2 separate regions of the Mus musculus genome follow, and region 2 is linked to region 1. The links are chromatin contacts, called in public HiChIP or PLAC-seq maps. All regions are on one chromosome and are shown on one strand. The core of a region is the stretch at or near the end of the contact, and the rest is flanking DNA. Distances in the headings are between cores, read along the strand shown.

Region 1 (2,696 bases), core at 143-2,642:
CTGTCTCCAAAAACATTAATCAATCAATTAAGACAAAAGGATGCTTGGACTTAACGCCATTTTGTTGTTTGTTGTTTGTTGTTGTTTGGCTTGTTTGGTTTTTTTGGTTTGGGAGGGGTTTTTTTTTCCTCCCCTAAAAGCTCATTTTGCTGCTTGGTTGGGCCCCCAGTGGGTGGCGCTAGAGAGAGATGGTGGAGACTTCAGTAGGTGGGGCCCTATTGGAGGAAGTTAGAACACTGGGAGTGTACCCTTGGAGGGGATATTGGGACCCACTCCCCTGCTTTTGAGCTGAGACGCATGCTCCCCACTATTGTGTCCTTCCCCTTCACAGACCCAAAGCTACAAGACTGGCCAAGGGAGCATGAACTAGAACAGAAAACCAAATCTCCTTTTAAGTTGCTTACCGCGTGCATTTTGTCTCAGCAACAGAAAGCTGGTTAATTAACACAGTACCCACACATTAGGGCCAATCGCTTGGGCCTTCTTTTGGAATCGACGAGGTCCTTTGTTCTTACAATAAACTGGAATTTTCAACTCTGAAACTTTGAGCATCCAGCTAAAGAGACAGCAAGAGAATCCCAAGTCCAACACACCCGACCAACGCCCCACCTGCTAGGAGAGTGGGTCTTCTCTCGAGCAGCTAGGCAGCAGGAAGCAGGAGAGGGGTCAGTCTGATTACTCTATGCCTAGTCGTGGTCTCTCTGGAGTTACTGTCCCCTATGGATGTGCACACACACACATCCCCAAACTCCCACAGGCCATTCATTCTCTATCCAAAAGAAGTCTTCCCTTCTTGTGTTTCCCTCTCATAGTTCATATTCAGGGGCCATCTCAAAGACACAACCCCTGAATGGGCCATCTAGCTGACCCCCACCACCAGCTTCTCCTTAGTTCTGCACTTAATTGTAACAAAGCCAGCTCTTGTTCCGGCTCCTGCTTCCCCGAAGCAGTGGAACAGTAGGGTTGATGCGAGATTAAGTTCATGGTACACAGAGATTCCCTGATCTTCACAATGTATCTGGAGACTCAGAGTGGGGCCAGCAAGGATGGGGACACAGGTGGAAATTCGACTTTAATGAGTGTTTGGCTGACTATGAAGAGAGCGCTTTTCTTGAGTCAGACCTTGCCAGGTAACTGGCCAAGCTCCTGGGTCTCCAGTCTCCTGCTCAAGCGTGTCTTGGAGAAGCCCCTAGCACAGGTGACTGGATCCTGAGCGACTCCGCTCCGCCGCCTACAGCCTGGACGCGGCTACTACGCAGGGGACTCGGGCGGCGACCCTGGGCGCAAGCACTGCAGGGAGGTGTCTGAAGCCAGGCGCTTCCTGCCTGGCCCTTGGCCCAGGGTGGTGACTGGCTGTCGCGATCGGGGCGCAGGTCCCCGCCCCCGGCTTCCAGTCCCCACCCCTGCGCCTTCGGGGGCGCCCCATCGCGGGAGGGTGGTCCGCCTCTCCCCGGTCGCCTAAGGCAGAGAGGTGGCGGGAACCTCCACCTCTTTCCCGTTTCCGCCGCGGGCAGCGCGCCGGCCAGTGCCACCGGGAGGCGCGGTCGTCCCTCCGCCCGCGCGCCGGGGGGCCGGCCCTGTCGCCTGCGCCTTTTTCCCCCGCGCACACCGCGGCGGCGCGCGGCTACTCGCCAACCGCAGGGAGCGCGGTGGCTGCAGCACCCTGCGCTCGGAAGATGGTCCCCGCGACCGGACAGCTCGCTCTGCTAGCGCTGGGTATGTAGGCAACACCCGATGTTCCCGGGCCGCTCCAGCCTGATCTCTGCGTTTCTCTTGAGTCCGCTTGGGAGAACAGAAGAGAGGCGGGTGTTTGGAGTGGGTGGGAGCGTGCGAGCCACCGGGAGTCACCAAGAACTGTGAAGTGGGGGACAGTCTTAGCGAGGTGGCCGCCGGGAGGTGAGATCCGGCCTGAACTTTACTCTGCGCGTCGTCGGCTCGCCGGTGCCCACGCCCTCCTGCCTACCTGCTGGTCGCCGAGCCGGGCTTCTTCAAAGCCGCCTAAGCGCAGGTTGTCCCAGTGCGACCCCTAGGTGGCCCTGGCCTGAGCCCCTTTCGAGTCCCTGGGGGCGGGAGCATGCGTTGCGCATCCGTACCCTTAGCCTTCGACTTGAAGCTCTCCTAGGTGTTGGGTGGGTTTGTGATTTTATTTTCTTTTAATTTTTTAATTTTTTTTTTGGTGCGGATTAATTGTCCTGTTAATGAGCTTACATGGGAGTCTTGGTGTCCCTGTCAGAGGAGGCGGGAGTAACACCTGAGTATAACCAGTTTCCTCAGAGTTGGTTCTTGGACATAAACGCGAGTGGGGGAGGGGACAATCGTCCCCCTCTAATCCCCTGGTGTCTGGGTGGTGGGAGGAACGGCCGCTGCGAAGCTCGAAGCTCGCAAGTGTGTGTTGCTACTCTCAGCTACCTGGTGCAGAGTCTGTTTGACAGAGTGGACTGAAGTACCCGGGTGTCCCAGTCACTGCTGCCGCCTTGTGAATCTTTCTGTCTGATGTTTTCAGCATTTAAAACCCTGTAAGAGGGCTGAAGCTGTAAGTCAGTGGCCAGAGTATTTCAGGCACCAAACCCTGGGTAGGATTCCCCGCCGGGCTCGTGACCCCAGTGCTCAGAAGGTAGAAACAATAGAATCATACTACTACCCTCAGCCATATATAGCGAGTTTGAAACTGAGAACCTGGTTCTAATTAACTATTA
Region 2 (2,696 bases), core at 58-2,557, 130 kb after region 1:
GCTCCTGGCTCCTCCACTCAAGACCTGAGGCCGCCAGGGCTGCTACCAGCCTAGACACCAGCCTAGACACCAGCCTACACTGTGTGTGTGGGGGGGGGGGGGGGGGAGCTCCTCCCTCTGCTTCACGCTTTCTTCAGATTCTTCAAGAGGCTTCAGCAGCTTCCTGCAGACAGAAATCTGCCACTGCCTGCCTGCTTTTGGAAACTCATGAAAGCAAACCAAACACAGCACCGGGCTGTTCCCCATCTGGGAAACCATCTTCTGATTGGTTTTACTTTTTCTTTTCTTTTAGTCACAAAGACAGCATGTGAACCCTACTACACAGAGCCGGTTGTATGCTGTTTCTCAAAATAGACAGAGTGGATGTGTTATGAACTAAGCCAAAGTTGGAGGAAGAAGAATTGATAAGCAAAAACAAAACAGATTTAAAACAAAAAAAACAAAAAAAACAAAAACAAAAAACAATCCTAGGGCTGAAGAGACCACGTGGGGGGTTGAGTGTGCGCTGCTCTCAGAGGGCCCAGATTCAGCTCCCAGCACCCCACTCTCAACTGCCTATGGTGTCAGCTCCAGGAAATCCAATACCCTCTTCTGGCTTCTGTGGGCACCACATATATACAGAAATCCACACACAGACACAGATACAGATACAAACACATTAAAATAAAAATAAATAAATAAATAAATAAATAAACAAACAAAACAAAACAAAACTCCCCCCCCCCCCCGCCCCCCACGAGACAGGGTTTCTCTGTATGGCCCTGGCTGTCCTGGAACTCACTTTGTAGACTAGGCTGACCTCGAACTCAGAAATCCCCCTGCCTCAGCCTCCCGAGTGCTGGGATTAAAGGCGTGCGCCACCATTACCCTCTTGCCAAGGAATTTGAGACGCGGGCAGGGCAAGTTTGTCTAGATCCTACCAGAGCAACATGGAGGGAACATCAGAAATGCCTGTGACCCTGGCTGACTCAGCAGAGCTCATGCAAATGAGCATGTAAATGAGAATGCAAATGAGCACGTCTCCCCACCTACCCAGCCGCACAGCTTTGTGAACAGGGTGGAACTTGGGTTGCTTGATGACTCTCAGGTCAAACAGTCCCGTGGTCTGCATTTGTCAGAAGGCCTGGGTTTCACTGAACTAGGGAGCGAAACCCTCAAACTGCCCACATGTTTCTCATTCAACCCCCACTTCCTCCCACCAGGGGTTTTCCTTTGCAAAGTCGGTGGAGCAGGTATGGAAGGTGACTTCCCAAACCTGGACATAAAGGTACCTTTGCTTCCGGCTGAGGCAACACCATGATCTAGCCCCAGGGCCTTCACAGCCCAGTGGAAAGTATGGTGGGTTCAGTTGGGAGACTGAGCCCAGGAACTCGATCTAGCTATGGCGACACACATTGCCCTCAATGTCCAAGTACACACCAACTCAGAATAGGTCCAGTTGACCAATTCTGGGTACTTGGAGATGAGAAGGGTAGGGCTGGAGAAATGGTTCAGCCAGTAAAGTGTTTGCTGTGTAGACGTGAGATCTGAGATCACTCCTCCGAATCCATGTCTAAAACAAAATTTTTCATTTAAAGAAAAAAATGGATGAGGTAAGACACGCTTGTAATCCCAGCACTGGGGAAGCAGAGATGGATAGATCCCTGGAGAATTTCAGATCAGTGACAGCTCCTATCTCAAAACAAACAAACAAAAAAACAAAAAAACAAGGTAGGGCTAGGTGCTTCCAGGAGTGAGGGCACTTGCTGAGCAAGCCTGACAACCCAAGCTCAGTCCCTGGGAGCCATGGCAAGGTGGAAGGAGGAAAGTGACTACAAAGTTATCCTGACCTCCACGAGTGTCCCACAGTGCGGGCATGCGTTTGTGTATGTACACGAGCGCATGTGTGTGTGTGTGTGTGTGTGTGTGTGTGTGTGTGTGTGTGTGTGTGTGTCTGTGTGTGTGTGTGCGCACCGTCGCGCGCACACACACCAACACACATAAGGTGAGAATATGTGAAATTTCATATGTAGAAAGCAGTGTGCTCTGAAAACATGCCAATAAGCAGTGCCTCTGTTCTCAGGATAGGGGCGTGCTCCATAATGGGCCCCATGAGCCCTCTTGTCCCCTGCAGAGGGCTCCTACCCAGGCTATTCCACACTGACCAAGGGACTACAGGTGACTGTACTCTTCCTTGAATGTGGACTTCTCTGCCAGAGGCCAAGGGTAATATTTAATATCCACAAGGGTTTAATCAAAAGGGCTTGTTTTCCACCCCACGTAATCAAAAGGAAAGGATTCCTAAACAGAGCCAACATCCGTGCACTCAGACATCTCAGCAACATGACTGGCTTTCAGAACCCTGGAACACTAATGGGCTTGAAAAGGCAGGAGTGGGCAAAGCCTCCTCCGCAGTTACCACCAGCTCATTTTTCATTCATTAAAGAAAAGTCTCACACTGGCCAAACTCAGGGTGCTATTATTCTAATTGGGAGAAAAGCCCAGACCTAATACATGATAGCCCCAAGGAATGAACAAAATTGGATGAATCAGCCTGACTTGCTGGGATAAGAAACTGAGGAAGTGGCCCAGACCTGGGCAGAAGTCCCAACCCTACAAGAGAACAGGTAAAGAAAACATTCTAGCAAGCCCATTCTTCCTGCTATGCCCAGCCCCAGCCTCAGCCCTTGCCCCAGGCCTCCTGTGTATAGATGAGG

The links. HiChIP or PLAC-seq counts read pairs in DNA pulled down with a chosen protein or histone mark.
Region 2: an H3K27ac HiChIP or PLAC-seq map of embryonic stem cells shows a contact between it and region 1, with 2.6 times the contacts expected there. The contact joins the enhancer-like site here to the promoter of Tgfa in region 1. A contact is called at or near these places in 8 of 39 promoter capture datasets (the 3T3-L1 cell line, 3T3-L1-derived adipocytes, the C10 cell line and 4 more), 1 of 15 datasets of contacts at CTCF or cohesin (embryonic stem cells), 5 of 484 Hi-C or Micro-C datasets (the AML12 cell line, ECoMG myeloid progenitors, embryonic stem cells and 2 more), 15 of 115 datasets of contacts at active chromatin or transcription factors (embryonic forebrain, embryonic hindbrain, embryonic limb bud and 5 more) and 4 of 9 other capture datasets (adipose tissue, embryonic stem cells, liver and 1 more).

What each region holds. Positions count from the first base shown.
Region 1 is chr6:86,193,830-86,196,525 of GRCm38.p6, forward strand. Tgfa (transforming growth factor alpha) reads left to right here and starts at 1,393. Exons shown (of 6, transcript NM_031199.5): 1 at 1,393-1,716. The coding sequence starts at 1,677.
Region 2 is chr6:86,322,189-86,324,884 of GRCm38.p6, forward strand. No RefSeq gene overlaps it. Among named protein-coding and RNA genes, the nearest start is that of Fam136a, 42 kb to the right of the region's middle. Within about 2 kb of position 1,308, at least 36 of the 459 cell types and tissues checked have an H3K27ac peak or open chromatin away from gene starts, as enhancers often do. A contact at or near this core is called in embryonic stem cells, where this site is marked.